Linked DNA regions of Mus musculus: regions 1, 2 and 4 are each linked to region 3. A link is a contact called in public ChIA-PET and HiChIP or PLAC-seq data. All regions are on one chromosome and are shown on one strand. The core of a region is the stretch at or near the end of the contact, and the rest is flanking DNA. Distances in the headings are between cores, read along the strand shown.

Region 1 (3,154 bases), core at 338-2,837, 330 kb after region 3:
GTTCCCCCCCCCTTTTAATCAGCCCTTTTCTTTCATAGTACTGTCCATAGACAGCTGTAGCTATCTATGCCCTTGACTTTGATAGGACTAGCAGATTGAGTATCTCAATCCAGGTGGCACTTAAACATTCATGGGCCTTCCAGTCATGCTATAGGTAGCCTACTGCCTTCAAGTTCAAACTATACTTGGTCCCTTCCCCTTCCAAACTTGAAGTCCGAGTTCCTAGCTATGTGTTTGTCAAAGCCAGAGACCTGAGGATCAGCCTGTCACACAAGTATGACATCACTTTTCCACCCTGTCTTGAGTCAGCCTTTAGAGAGTCACATTCAGAGAGGCTCACAGCTGATGTGGGTGTACACACTCATACATGTATAAACCTTCATGCAGGATGGGATATACCTGGTGGGTAGACAATGGGATGAGGGGGCAAAGGGGGGGACAGTTTTCAGTTCAGGGGACATTTGGCAGTGTCTAGAGCCTGGGGTGGCACTATGGAGTGTTGCTAGCTTCCAGTGGGCTGAAGCTAGAGATGTTAAACAGCTTATGGGACTTGGGGTGACCTCTCCAATCCTGCCCCAATATGGTCCTAGACTTCTGCCACCCTGTGCCCCCAGGTTCCCCTTCACTGGAGACTGAGGCAAACCTTGTCTGCTCAGAGTTGCTTGTGGACCAGAGCCTTATGTACAGAAGCACCTCAGCATCTCCAGGGCACCCAGTCCCACCTTCTTCCCACTACCAAGGCAAAAGTGTGACTGACCGACATAAAGGTATAGAAGTCTGCATTCCTATAACATATACAAGTGACTGAGTGTGTGAGTGCTTTTAATCCCAGAACTTGGAAGGCAGAGGCAGGTGGATCTCTGAGTTCAAGGCCAGCCTGGTCCATAGAGTGAGTTCCAGGATAGCCAGGGCTACACAGAGAAAAAAAGAAAGAGAGAGAGAGAGAAAAAAGGATAGAAACATTAGCTTCTTTCAGGGACTTTAGCTTCTTTCAAGTTATTGTAGAAGTGGCAAGCTTAACTGGGTAGATGCAAAGTGCCTGAACAGGTAGACAAGGACTGGACCACAAAGACCAGTTCCCGTCACACCGCAAGTACTTGGTATCTGTTCATTGTTCCAAATGTTTGTTGAGGATTTTGACCAACAATCCTCTCCTCTAGGAATTGATGAATAAACAAGGAATACACAGAAACGCTGTTTTACCAGACAGCAGGTTAAATAAAGACGTTTATTTACTACTTAAGGAGACTGGTGTGACCGCTGTTTACAGACGCTGCCTTGGCTGCCCTATCAGGCCTTCCCTGAGGGCTATCTTGGAGACTGTGGTGTTTGAGTCAAATCCTGAAAGAGATGCAATCAACAGAAACTGAAAGGGAACATTCCCTGGGAGGAGAGAATAACTTGTGTAAATGCCCCCCACCCCCACCCCAGGCAGAATCAAAGATCAAAACCCCCCACCACACCCTCCCACAACCCCCCCACTCACCAGAGCATCCCAAAGAACAAAGGAGATCAGTAGGCTCTGGGCTTAGGAGTCAGAGGGCAAGGGGGGCAGCACAGAGTTGAAGAGGTAGGCGAAGAGCCGACCAGGCAGAGTCTTGCAGGGCAGACGTGTGGCTCTTATCTGTGATGCAATGGAAAAACATTCGATCGGTCCTGGGCAGCAAGCTGTTATCTCTTTTAGAAACAATTGTCTGACTCGGGGGAGTCCGCAGGTAAACTTCTGGAACACAAAGGAAAACTACAAAGGGTTTCGAGAGCAAAGGAATGGTATTTCCACGTAGATTTGGCATTGTTAAAGGCTATTTGAATTTCTGAGACTGTGAAGGGAAAAGAGAGAAGACAGCTGGCTTATTTAAAAACGTGAATTTTGAAAATTCTTGTGGGGTGTGAGGAGCTGTGTGTGTGTGTGTGTGTGTGTCTGTGTGTGTGTGTGTGTCTGTGTGTGTGTGTGTGTGTCTGTGTGTCCATTCCTAACCGACACAGAGCTTGTGTGGAGCTCAGAGAGTAACTTGCAGGAATCGGTTTCCCATTTCAACTTGTGGACCCCAGGGACTGAACTCAGGTTGTCAGGCTCAACCAAGGAGACAGCAAGGACCTTTACCTGCTGAGCCATCTCACAGGCTGCCTTTGCAAGATTTTAATTTGCTTCTTATGCCTTAGCAAATGGTAGATATTAGTTGATTCTTCTTTTGTTTGTTTGTTTAATTGAATTAAACAACTGCAGGAAGACAGGTATTCGAGAATTTGTCTGTGTTTACATTACTGTCAAGGAGTTCTATTCTGACATCCACAGACATTTATCATGCAGGCTGCCCTCTCTGCTCCTGAGAGCGTTTCCCCTCCTCCTCCCAGGCACGCCCCACCTTCCAAGGCCGAGTCAGTTTGTTTTAAATGTAGATTCTGGGGCTGGATAGAAGGCTCAGTGGTTGAGAATGTTGCTGTTAGTTACTGCAGAGAATTGAGTTCAATTCTTAGCGTGCACACTCACACACAGACACCACGTGCACACACGCACACACACATACACACACGTATATGTGTGTGTGCATGCACTGGAATTTTTTTCAGCCACAAAAAAGAAAACAAATTAGGTTGTAAGGAAACTTCTTTGTGGCTGAAAAATTTCTATCGTATGTGTGTGTGTGTGTGAGAGCATGTGTATATATGTGTATATGTATGTGAGTGTGTCTATATGTGTTTGTATGTGTGTGTATGTGTGTGATGTATGTTTGTATGTATATGTCTGTGTGTATGTGTGTTTGCTTGTGTATGAGTGTGCGTGTGTTTGTGTATATGTATGTGTGAGTGTATGTATGTGTGTGCGATGTGTATGTCTGTATTTGTCTGTGTGTGTATGTGTGTGATGTGTGTGTTTGTATGTGTATGAGTGAGTGTGTATGTGTGTGATGTGTACATGTGATGTGTATGTATGTTTGCATGTGTATGTCTCTGAGTGTGTGTGTGTGTGTACTGATGGACACTGATCCCATATCTTGTCTTCTGTGAACAATGCAGTACTTTTTACTTTAATAGTGATGATACAAAGGGCTATGGTGATCATGTCTGGGGTTTGCTAAGCTTCGAACTGTCAAACTCTGCTTGCTCGAGTAAGTTTCTGTTTGTAAAATGAGAACTATGGCGAGGCTTTCTC
Region 2 (3,322 bases), core at 105-2,604, 470 kb before region 3:
TTATTTTTAAAATTGCTACTTGAGTTCCAAACTTGAGTTTCCTAATACAATATCAACAACAACAGTAATAATAAATAATAAATTATGGCTTGTGATTAGTACGGGAGTTCCAATAATTTCTAAAGTGAGCCTAAACACACTAACACTATTCATCAGTGCAGCCTTCACAACACTAAAAATTATGAAACTGTATCAGTTAACTCGGAAACGTGTTGACTATGCTCACAGCCTACACTATCTAATACTAAGCAAAGATTCAGGGCCAGCCAGATGGCTCAGTGGGTAAGGGTGCTTGTGTGTCTGTCTGCCTGTCTGTCTGATGTGTCTGGGCACCCATGCCATGGTGCCAGTGTGGAGGTCAAAGGACAACCTTGTGGACTGAGTTTTCTCCTTCCACCTTTAGGTTCCAGACACTGAACTCTGCCTTGCCTACTGAGCAGCTCTTCAACCTAATGATACTGATTTCTTTTTTCTTTCCTTCTCTCTGAGACAGGATCTCACTATGGAGACCAGGCTGGCCTCCAATTCACAGATCAGCCTGCCTCTGCCTCTGCCTCCGAGGGATAAGGCTTTATTCCTGACGGGATATGGCCTGACGGGAGCTTATTTCTACCACTTATTTCTTTACTTTTTTTCTGAATCGTTACACTTCATAATCACAAGCTCACATTGACATATTGAGGGCTTATATTCACTCCCGAAGGAAAGGATGGGTTCTAGTAGAATCCATATTTTGCGAAAATGACGTTGGCTTCATCCTATGACTGAATTCTCTCACCTTCAATTCCGGAAGGAATTTCAAAAGTCCTGACACGGCGAGCGGTGCACGCCTTTAATCCCAGCACTTCGGAGGTAGAGGCAGGAGGATTTCTATAGGTTTGAGGTCAGACTGGTCTACCGAGTGCGTTTCAGGACAGCCAGAGATAAATAGTGAGACCCTGTTGCAAAAACATCAAAAATTAAAGGAAAAAAAAATCCCAAAACGCTCACAAGGGGTCCGCAGCAGACACGCCCACCAGGACGCCATGCCACCAGGATGCCAGTTGTCCTACGCCCCCACCTTGCCCCCCAAATCCGTGGAAGGAGCGTGCGCGCGCACACAAACAGCGAAACTGGCTAGGCTGGCGAGCAAGTGATTATTGGCAGCTCGGCAACTGGTCTCGACTCCGAAGGCTGGTGCTGCCGCCACCCCACGTCCACGGAGGGCTCTCTGCACAGAATGTTCCCAGGACATGCATTCCCACCTCAGCCCCGTCGCCAAGCCCTCACCTCAGCGTTACCTGGGCCGGGGTAGGCGAGCAGGAAGAACTAGCAGGTCCGTACCTGGACTCCGCCGGAGCACCGCGTCGGCTTCCGTAGCAGGCGGAACTTCCTGAGTCCCTTAAAGGGAGGGTGCAGCTGCGGCCTGCGGATTCCACTAATGGAATAAAGCCCTCCGACAAAAAAAAAAAAAAAAAAAAAAAAAAAAAAAAGAATCGTGCAGCAGGCCTGAGTGAAACTGAGAGATTTGCTACTAACCTGCTGCTCCAAAGGCCAAGTGAACGCTAAAATATAGAGTCCCTGGAACAGTCACTGCATCGCTTCCGCCAGTTACATTAATAATGTTGAATAATGCCTTCTACAGTGCTAGACAACTGCAGGGCGGTGTTAAACTATTGCCACCTGCGGATCTGGTTTAGTGGAAGCTCTAGCTGGGTAGCAGGGTGCAACCCTCGCTCTCAAGATTGCTCTCTTCTGAGAAAAAGAGATGGATTCAGGTTCGATTACTGTCAGAACTGGGAGAAATCATAACAGACCACCCACATGTGGGATGATTGACCGCATTGGCCAGAGTCAGGCAAGAGGATGGTCAGAAACTTCGAGCCCCTGGGTGTTGCACTTTCAGGCTATTGGGGCCCTGCACCCTTGTTACCAAGCTGTTGACTGTCCCCTACTTTGGCGTTAAGTCCCTGCTTTTCCCCATTCTTCAACAGGGAACTCCTTAGAGAAGCCGCTGAATGTCCCTCATTTACAGACTACGTGTCTATAACATATAATTTATACATCTTGTCTTGTTTAATCCTCACCAAATAACTCAATCAGGGTAATATCTGATTGCAACTATTACTGGTACATCAAAATACCATCCTTTTATTGCAGGTGAGGAACCTGGGTCATCCTTAAATAGCTTTAGAGCCGCATCCAAGTCTCCCTTTCTTCATCAGATCACAGCCTCTGGCCCATGAGCCTTGTATCTGTGACAGGCAAAAGCTGAAGCAATTCTTTATGATCCAAAGGCCAGGGCTGGGCTCTGCATGTCAGCCATTCCTAAGTGAAATGAAGAATTACAGATACTTTTTATTCTGCCAGCATTAGTCCTCCATGGGACGATAGAAGCATAGTTGTGCAAATAAAGTGTGGAGACCACCTCTTGGATAGACAGGTCCATAACAGTTGTAAGTGCTCACATTTGTGATAAAGTTTCCATAAGCACCACAGTTCTAAACACTTAGCCTGTATTGAGTTAGTTTAATCCTCAAGACACCCTCATGATACACTGCCATCACTACCCATTTTTAAAAAGATTTATTTATTCATTATATATAAGTACACTTCAGACACCCCAAAAGAGGGCATCAGATCTCATTACGGATGGTTGTGAACCATCATGTGGTTGCTGGGATTTGAACTCAGGACCTTCGGAAGAACAGTGCTCTTAACCGCTGAGCCATCATCTCTCCAGCCCCATCATTGCCCATTTTATAGATGAGGAGACTGAACATGGAGAAGATACATGACTCGTCCCATCATTACACCCTGATCAGAATCAAGAATGTAAAAAGAAGTCTGGAGGGATAGCTCAGTGGAGGGATGATAGCTCAGTGGAGGGATGATAGCTCAGTGGAGGGATGATAGTTCAGTGGTTAAGAGGGTGTTGCTCTTTCAGAGAGGCTGGATCCTGTTCCCAGCATGCAGAACTGCCTGTAACTCCAGTTCCAAGAACCCCAGTGGCCTCTTACTACCTAAAAGGTGCTTGCACGCACATGGTGTACACACAGAGATATGGGCACACGTATACATACATAAACATAAATAAAAATGATTTTAAGAAGATTTTTAAAGAGAATGAAGGGGACTGGGGAAATAATTCAGTGACAATGACCAAGAACTCTTATAAGCTACAAGGTTTCATTGGGGCTGCCTTACAGGTTCAGAGGTTCAGTCCGTTATCATCATGGCAGGAAGCACGGCAGCCTGCAGGCAAGCATGGCCCTGGAGAAGGAGCTGAGGGTTCTACATCTTGATCTGAAGGCAAACAGGAGACGACAAGCTTCCTGGCCAC
Region 3 (3,219 bases), core at 125-2,624:
TGCTCTTTCTCTACACACCTAGCAGCAATAAAAAGCAAGTGCTAGATTGAATTCTTCCCAAACACGGGACATTTTTATGAACCACTTCGCTCATTATGAAGTGGATACTTACTTAATCTCAAATGTACAAAGGAGACACAGAGAAGCAAGCAGGTTCCAAAGGCAGGTCTGAATTCAAGGATGCTGTAAACACTCTCCCCACTCCCCAACAGTTCTCAGTAGGAGTTCAACTCTTTAAATCCCCTCTAACAGCTGATGTTAACACTAGACACTAATTCACATCTTATGCCTCATTAGCCGGAGGATAAATAAGCCCTCTGAATTCAGGTCCGACTGCATCTGGTTAACTTTTGCATCCCCAGCTCCTTGGGAACATGTAATTAACATTAACAAATACCTGTTGGATATTTAAATGAGTGAACACTGCGTCCACGCAGAGATAGCAGCTTAGAATTTCCCTGGGCAGCATCACTAGGCTTACCAGATTGGGATCTATATAGCATGCATCTCAACCTCACCCTTTTGGCAGTGTGAAACTTTATATATTCTTTTGTGACTTCGTCAGGCTGCCACGATTCCTTAAATGCTGCCCACACCCGTCCTTTTCATAACAGGGATTTGTCTTTTGAGAAAATCTTTTAGAGAAGATTTCTAAAACCCTAATATCAATTTTTCACTTCACTGCGGTTCAATTGTCTTCACGCCTCTCCCCTTTAAAAAAAGGTGGTGGTGGGGGGAGCAAATTGGAAATCAATGAGGGGAAAACTTTTTTTTAAAAAGTGAATTTCGAATGCAGAGTAGGAAAACATTCCAGCACATTTGGAATTGGGTCTTCCCGTGCTGCCAAGGTAGCACTGTCCCAGGTGGCACCTTTGAGAGAAAAAAATCCCGAGGGCCATCAAAGCGGAGGAAACAGGTGCTGCTCTAAGCAGGGGTTTGGTGGCATCCAGGGTTCTGGCTCCATCTTTTGACAAAGAGCCCAGAAGCTAAGGCTATCTGGCCAGTAGTCCATCACCTTCGAGGGGGAGGATTTAAAAAAAAAAAACAAAAAAAAAAAAACAAAGGCTAGAGGGGTGGCGGAGCACAGGGAAAGGGAGAGGAAACGTGACAAACGGAAGCAAACTCTCCTCTCCGGGGAGCGAGGTTGGGCTGCGTCCCCTTCCAAGGACCTGAGACGGACTGTCATTTTGTGTTTTCCCCTCCAAGCGGACTACCACCGGGTCTCGTGAGAGCCTCGGCGCCGCCGCCGTGGGGAAGGCCTCCCTCCGAGGGCTCGGGCTGAAGCAACCGCCTCCGGTCAGCTCGCGGACGCCCCGTGGGGGCCACGCCTGCGGTCCCCCACCCCCGGGCCAGGCCTCCTACCCACAAGGCCCCGCGCCACTCGCGCAGGCGCAGAGGCGGCGAGCGTCTCAGGAAGAGGAAAATGGCATAAACAAGTCGGGAGGACCCGGAGCGCGAGCCGACGAGCGAGCGGAGGGCAAGAGTTTAAAAACAAACCGGCGGCTCCCTCCCGCCGTGCCTTTGCCCCACAGCTTCCGGTCGCCGCCGCCTCAGGGTCGTTTCTCCCCGCAGCCCCGGCCGCGCGCCCACCGCGGCGTCCCGCGCGGCCCCTTTAAGGACAGCGGAGAGGGAGAGGGAGAATCCCTGCTCGCCGCCCGCCCGCCCTTCCCCCTCCCCGGGCGGCTCCGGCTCCCTCAGCGGGGCCCAACCCGCCCGCCCGGCTTCCATCCGGCTCCGGCGGCGGCTCCTTCCCGCCCTCGTCTATGGTGGCGGCGGGGGACGCGGCTGCGGCGTGGCCATGAACAGTGGCGGCGGCGGTGGCCTCCCGCCGCCCTCGGCCGCTGCCTCGCCGTCGTCGTCCTCGCTGGCGGCGGCCGTGGCGGTGGCGGTGGCGGCCTCGTCGGGCGTCGGGGGCGTCCCCGGCGGGCCGGCGGCGGCGGCGGGCGTGAAGCTCAAGTACTGCCGCTACTACGCCAAGGACAAGACGTGCTTCTACGGCGAGGAGTGTCAGTTCCTGCACGAGGACCCAGCCGCCGGCGCGGCCCCGGGGCTTGGCCTCCATAGCAACAGCGTCCCGCTGGCGCTAGCGGCCGCGGCCGGGGCCGCCTTTCCTCCGGGAGCGCTCCCGGGCGGGGGAGCGGGGCCGCCCGCGGGGCCCAAGAAGCCGGAGCTGGGCGTCCCGGGGGCGGCGACCGCGGGCGGCGGACTCGATGGCCCGCGGGTGGCGAGTAAGTGAGGCCCGGGCGGGGTGGTGCGGTGCGGGGTTGGTGCGGTCCGGGCGCGGGGAGGAGGCCTGAGCCTGCCCGCTTCCCCTCACCTCCGGGCCGCAGGAGAGGCCTAGGCCCTGCGCAGCCCTCCTTCCTTCTTCCTGTTTCCTCTCTGGGCTCCGCCGCTCGGGGCAAACCCCGGAGCTAGGGGAGGCGGGTTCCCGGGAGCGTGGGTGGACGGACGGTCGTGGTGTAATTGGGGTGGGGTGGGGGGCGCTGGGAGTGGGGTGCGGGGAGCAGGGGGGATGGGCTGCGGAGTGGAAGCAAGGGGGTGTCGCTTCCGGGTTTGTGTGTGTGTGTGTGTGTGTGTGTGTGCGCGCGCGCGCGCGTGTGCGTGGAAAGGGGCTGGGTCTGCGAGCACATGTGTCGGTGCGTGCTCGCGTGGAGCGCGGGCTGCCGAAAGTTGCCGGCTGGGAACTCCTTCTAAAGGATGTCCGGGGCCAGGGGTGGGGGTGCGGGGAGGAGAGGTGTATGAAGATCAGCTTTATTCATTTATTTATTTTTAAGTAAGCACAGGTTTAATAGAGAGCTTAGGTTAGGAATTTCCCAAGACTTGCGCTCAGGCAGGTTTCTGGAAAGCCAGAGTAAGTGAACTGGGCGTCTGCAGGGATCTTGTCTTTCCCATGGCGTTATACCGAGTGAACTTGCTCAGCACTGGGCCTCAAGAGCGTCTCGCACCCCGAAGGCTTTCGTGAGAAGAATTTAGGGCTGTGTACGTTATAGCTGTTAAGTTAAGTGGAGTTTGCTGTTACTGTAAATGCTTTGAACATTAGAATTAGATGCTTGATTTCCTCTAGTTTTAGATCTTGTGATAACTTGATAGTCAAGTTAACTTGAACTTCAGAACAATCTGTCTTTAACACAAACAACCTGATAAAGTGGTTTACTACTTACTGGGATAATTTATTTTTAACAGCCCCCCCCCTTTCTTTTTTTTCTTTTTTTTTTTTTT
Region 4 (3,104 bases), core at 271-2,770, 410 kb after region 3:
CCTAGCTGGTCACATCACATTCACAGTTATGGGAGGAGAGTGACAAATGCTTGTGTGCTCACTGGCTGGCCTGATTGGGCTCAGTTCCATTTCTCCCCTCTTCCACAGTTCAGGACACCCTGCCTATGGAATGGTGTTGCCCACAGTAGGCTAGGTCTTCCCACATCAATTAGCATAATCAAGACATTCCCTCCATAGACATGTCCATAAGCCAACCCAAAGTAGACAATCTCTCACTGGAACCCTCTTCCTAGATGAGTACAGATTGTGTCAACTTGACACTTTGAGCTGTGACAGCATGCTGTTTACTTCTAACACTAACACATGGTGCCAAGCACTGTCTAGTGTTCGATGCATGCTGCCCCATCCTTTTCCATTAAGGTCCTGTGCTGGTAACTTGCCAGGGAATGTGGAGTGTGGCCTCTAATGACCACTGTCATCTGTGTCACATATCATGATACACTTTAAGGTTTGGGTGTGTGTGTGTCATATGTGCTTCCTGTTTTTCTTCTTAATAATGCACACAGTAACTTTTCTCACTTGAATTCACATCAACAAAGCACTTTGTATTGTACTCTGTACTGTGGTGGATACTAAGTTGCCGATTCTGTCTCCTTTAACTTTAACGCCAACACCATTGAGTTCATCCGAGTCTTCAGTTTCCGTTTTTGTCCCAAGCATGGTTCTCCTTCACCCACCTTTTAGTTATCCATATTTTTATATTTACTTATATATTTGGGGGTTTTGTTTTTGTCTTGTTTTGTTTTCCTCTGCTTGTATGCCTGTGCACTACGTGCATGCGTTATCCAAGGAAACCAGAAGAAGACATCATATCCTCTGGAACTGGAGTTCCAAATGGTAGTGAGTCACTATGTGGGTGCTGGGAATTGAACCCTGGTCCTCTGCAATAGCTGTGTCCTCAGCTGCCCCTACTTACCCATATTCCGAGTAATAAGATGATCTCAAGAAATACAGCATTAACAATAGCCCCACTCACTCCGGTGCCCCTTCCCTGGCTCTGCCCATGTGGAGCCATTTTGCAAAATTTTGTATTTCCTTGTTTCTTCCAGTTTATACCTCAAATGTCTACTCTTTACTTTTATTTTGAACTTCATTCATTCATTTATTCGTCTCCTGTCCCGTAGGTTGACTCACTGTGTCTCACATAGCTACAGTCAGGCCTTCTTCTCTGCTGTGTAATTTTCCCACACAGTTGCTGGTGGCTGTTTTGGCTGCTCTCCACCTTCAGACACCAGGAAGGCGGTGTTCTCTTGGCCATTGTCTTACGCTACTTCCCCCTTTTCAGAGCATGAAAAGTCAGGGACAAGGAAGTGAAGGAACTCACCCAAGACCTTCCCAGCCAGTCCTGGCAGCTTATTCAGGATTCCAGCCTAGACCAGACGCTCCCGTCCCTCCCCCCTTCCCCTCCCCCCTCTCCCCCACGATGTCACCCAGCTCTTGTCAGACTTGCTGTGAATGAAAGAGCAAGGGCAGGGAGAAAGGAAAAGGATCTTCCGTCCCCATTTCTCTGCTAGAAAGTTACTCCGCCCACTCTGTGCCTCTTAGAGAGGAAAAGCTTGTAGGTTGGGTTGATTAGCCTTTCAAATAGTGCACTTATCCTCTTGGATCCAGTAAGTATCCACTCCCATCTCAAAAGTAACGCGGAGGTCAGCCCTAAACAGGTGCACAGACAGCAACACTAAATGACCTCAGTGTGTGTGTGTGTGTGTGTGTGTGTGCGCTTGCGCATGCAAATGGCACACACATATAATGTCTGTGTGTGTGTAGCAATAATAAATATAGAAGAAGTAGTCATGAGTTTGAGAGGGAGTGGGGGAAGGGTCATGTGAAGAGTTAGAGGGGGAAGAAATTCTCAAAAACTACTAGATGTTTTTCTGTGAGGCCATGTGCTCCCCCAGCCTGCTTTCACATGTAGAAGCTGTTCAGACATATGTTTAGATTCCCTTTGCAGGGAGATTAACTATACATTTATACAGTTTCTTTTTAGGCCAGAGTTCAATAGAGGAGGTCAGAGACTAATAAAATGTGAGTTGCTAAGCCTGCTAGAATGTTCCTGGAAACAAGATAACTAAACTTGCCTCTTCCAATTAAAAATAGGTTTGAGAGAGAAAACTCACCAGTGAGCCTAAGAATCTCGTAGCATAGAAACTGTAAACCAGCATTTTGAAAGCCAAAATGATCTTATCCATGTGTGAAGGAATCAGGAGGGTTGACAGGAACCGAGAAGGAATGTAGACTGTGTTGTGTTTAACGATTCTTCTCAAAAACATCTTTTTATTTCGCTCCAGGGCACTAAAAACTGCAGACTTTGGATTTCCATAGATTTCTTTGCATGTGCTCTGGCCTGTTTTCTGGGCTCTGCAAGGTCACACACCCCATTGTCACCCAGGAACTTCAAGGTCCCTACTCTTTCTTCTCTTCATGTCAATGACCATTCTAGGGACTTCTTATCTTTCCAAAAGCTACATCTAAGATTTTTATTTGTTATTAGCATTTGTGTAGTTTGTGTGTGTGTATGTGTGAAACATGTGCTTGAAGTTTTTGTGTGAGGTCAGAGAACAACTTTCTAGAATGGTTTTACCCTTTTCATCTTATTGAGACAGGGTCTCTGTATTTTCACTGTCTGACGAACCCAGGATAATTGGAAACTCACATCCATTCTGTCTCTACCTTCTATCTTTCAATAGAATCCTAGGATGGTAGACACATCTGACTTTTCGAGGGTTTCAGGAACCAAGCTCAGAGCCTCAAAGGATCATACAGTGTCTTAACCTACTGAGTCGTCTTGCCACCCCTCCGACAGCACTATTTCTCATTTCTGTTTGGATCTTTCTGAGAATTTGACTTTGGGAGCACAGATGTTTTGTGTTGCTCCTTAAAATATCAAACACAAACATTGTAAAAAGATGAATACGACATTTTGGGCAGTTTAGGGTACCAAGCACTGTCACCATCCTCCCACACCTCCTGTGAGTGCCGACCCATCTCTGCACAAACATGTTATCTATATGGGGGGAAGTTGGAATAATCTATACCCCTGAGTCAGCGTCTCCTTGTGTTTTCCCAGAAACAGACGTGTCACG

What was found. ChIA-PET counts read pairs in DNA pulled down with a chosen protein or histone mark. HiChIP or PLAC-seq counts read pairs in DNA pulled down with a chosen protein or histone mark.
Region 1: an H3K27ac HiChIP or PLAC-seq map of extraembryonic endoderm stem cells shows a contact between it and region 3. The contact joins the enhancer-like site here to the promoter of Pan3 in region 3. A contact is called at or near these places in 2 of 39 promoter capture datasets (both in the 3T3-L1 cell line), 2 of 115 datasets of contacts at active chromatin or transcription factors (acute myeloid leukemia and extraembryonic endoderm stem cells) and 1 of 9 other capture datasets (liver).
Region 2: an RNA polymerase II ChIA-PET map of memory CD8 T cells shows a contact between it and region 3, with 69 read pairs. The contact joins the promoter of Mtif3 here to the promoter of Pan3 in region 3. A contact is called at or near these places in 7 of 39 promoter capture datasets (the 3T3-L1 cell line, cranial neural crest, erythroid cells and 3 more), 2 of 484 Hi-C or Micro-C datasets (CD4 T cells and uterus), 2 of 115 datasets of contacts at active chromatin or transcription factors (double positive thymocytes and memory CD8 T cells) and 2 of 9 other capture datasets (adipose tissue and liver).
Region 4: a contact with region 3 is called in an H3K4me3 HiChIP or PLAC-seq map of embryonic stem cells, with 2.6 times the contacts expected there. The contact joins the enhancer-like site here to the promoter of Pan3 in region 3. A contact is called at or near these places in 5 of 39 promoter capture datasets (the C10 cell line, the HPC-7 cell line, cranial neural crest and 2 more), 1 of 15 datasets of contacts at CTCF or cohesin (the NIH/3T3 cell line), 10 of 484 Hi-C or Micro-C datasets (the AML12 cell line, CD8 T cells, the MC3T3-E1 cell line and 7 more), 15 of 115 datasets of contacts at active chromatin or transcription factors (acute myeloid leukemia, bone marrow-derived macrophages, embryonic basal ganglia and 9 more) and 5 of 9 other capture datasets (adipose tissue, embryonic stem cells, liver and 2 more).

Annotation. Positions count from the first base shown.
Region 1 is chr5:147,759,829-147,762,982 of GRCm38.p6, forward strand. Gm35592 (a long non-coding RNA gene) reads right to left here. Exons shown (of 3, transcript XR_377219.4): 2 at 1,487-1,624; 3 at 1,198-1,341. Among named protein-coding and RNA genes, the nearest start is that of Gm35592, 3.6 kb to the right of the region's middle. Within about 2 kb of position 1,588, at least 34 of the 459 cell types and tissues checked have an H3K27ac peak or open chromatin away from gene starts, as enhancers often do. A contact at or near this core is called in extraembryonic endoderm stem cells, where this site is marked.
Region 2 is chr5:146,962,443-146,965,764 of GRCm38.p6, forward strand. It overlaps Mtif3 (mitochondrial translational initiation factor 3), which reads right to left and starts at 1,355. Exons shown (of 4, transcript NM_001256102.1): 1 at 1,281-1,355.
Region 3 is chr5:147,428,782-147,432,000 of GRCm38.p6, forward strand. Pan3 (PAN3 poly(A) specific ribonuclease subunit) reads left to right here and starts at 1,375. Exons shown (of 19, transcript NM_028291.5): 1 at 1,375-2,228. The coding sequence starts at 1,799.
Region 4 is chr5:147,842,126-147,845,229 of GRCm38.p6, forward strand. No RefSeq gene overlaps it. Among named protein-coding and RNA genes, the nearest start is that of Pomp, 17 kb to the right of the region's middle. Within about 2 kb of position 1,521, at least 3 of the 459 cell types and tissues checked have an H3K27ac peak or open chromatin away from gene starts, as enhancers often do. A contact at or near this core is called in embryonic stem cells, where this site is marked.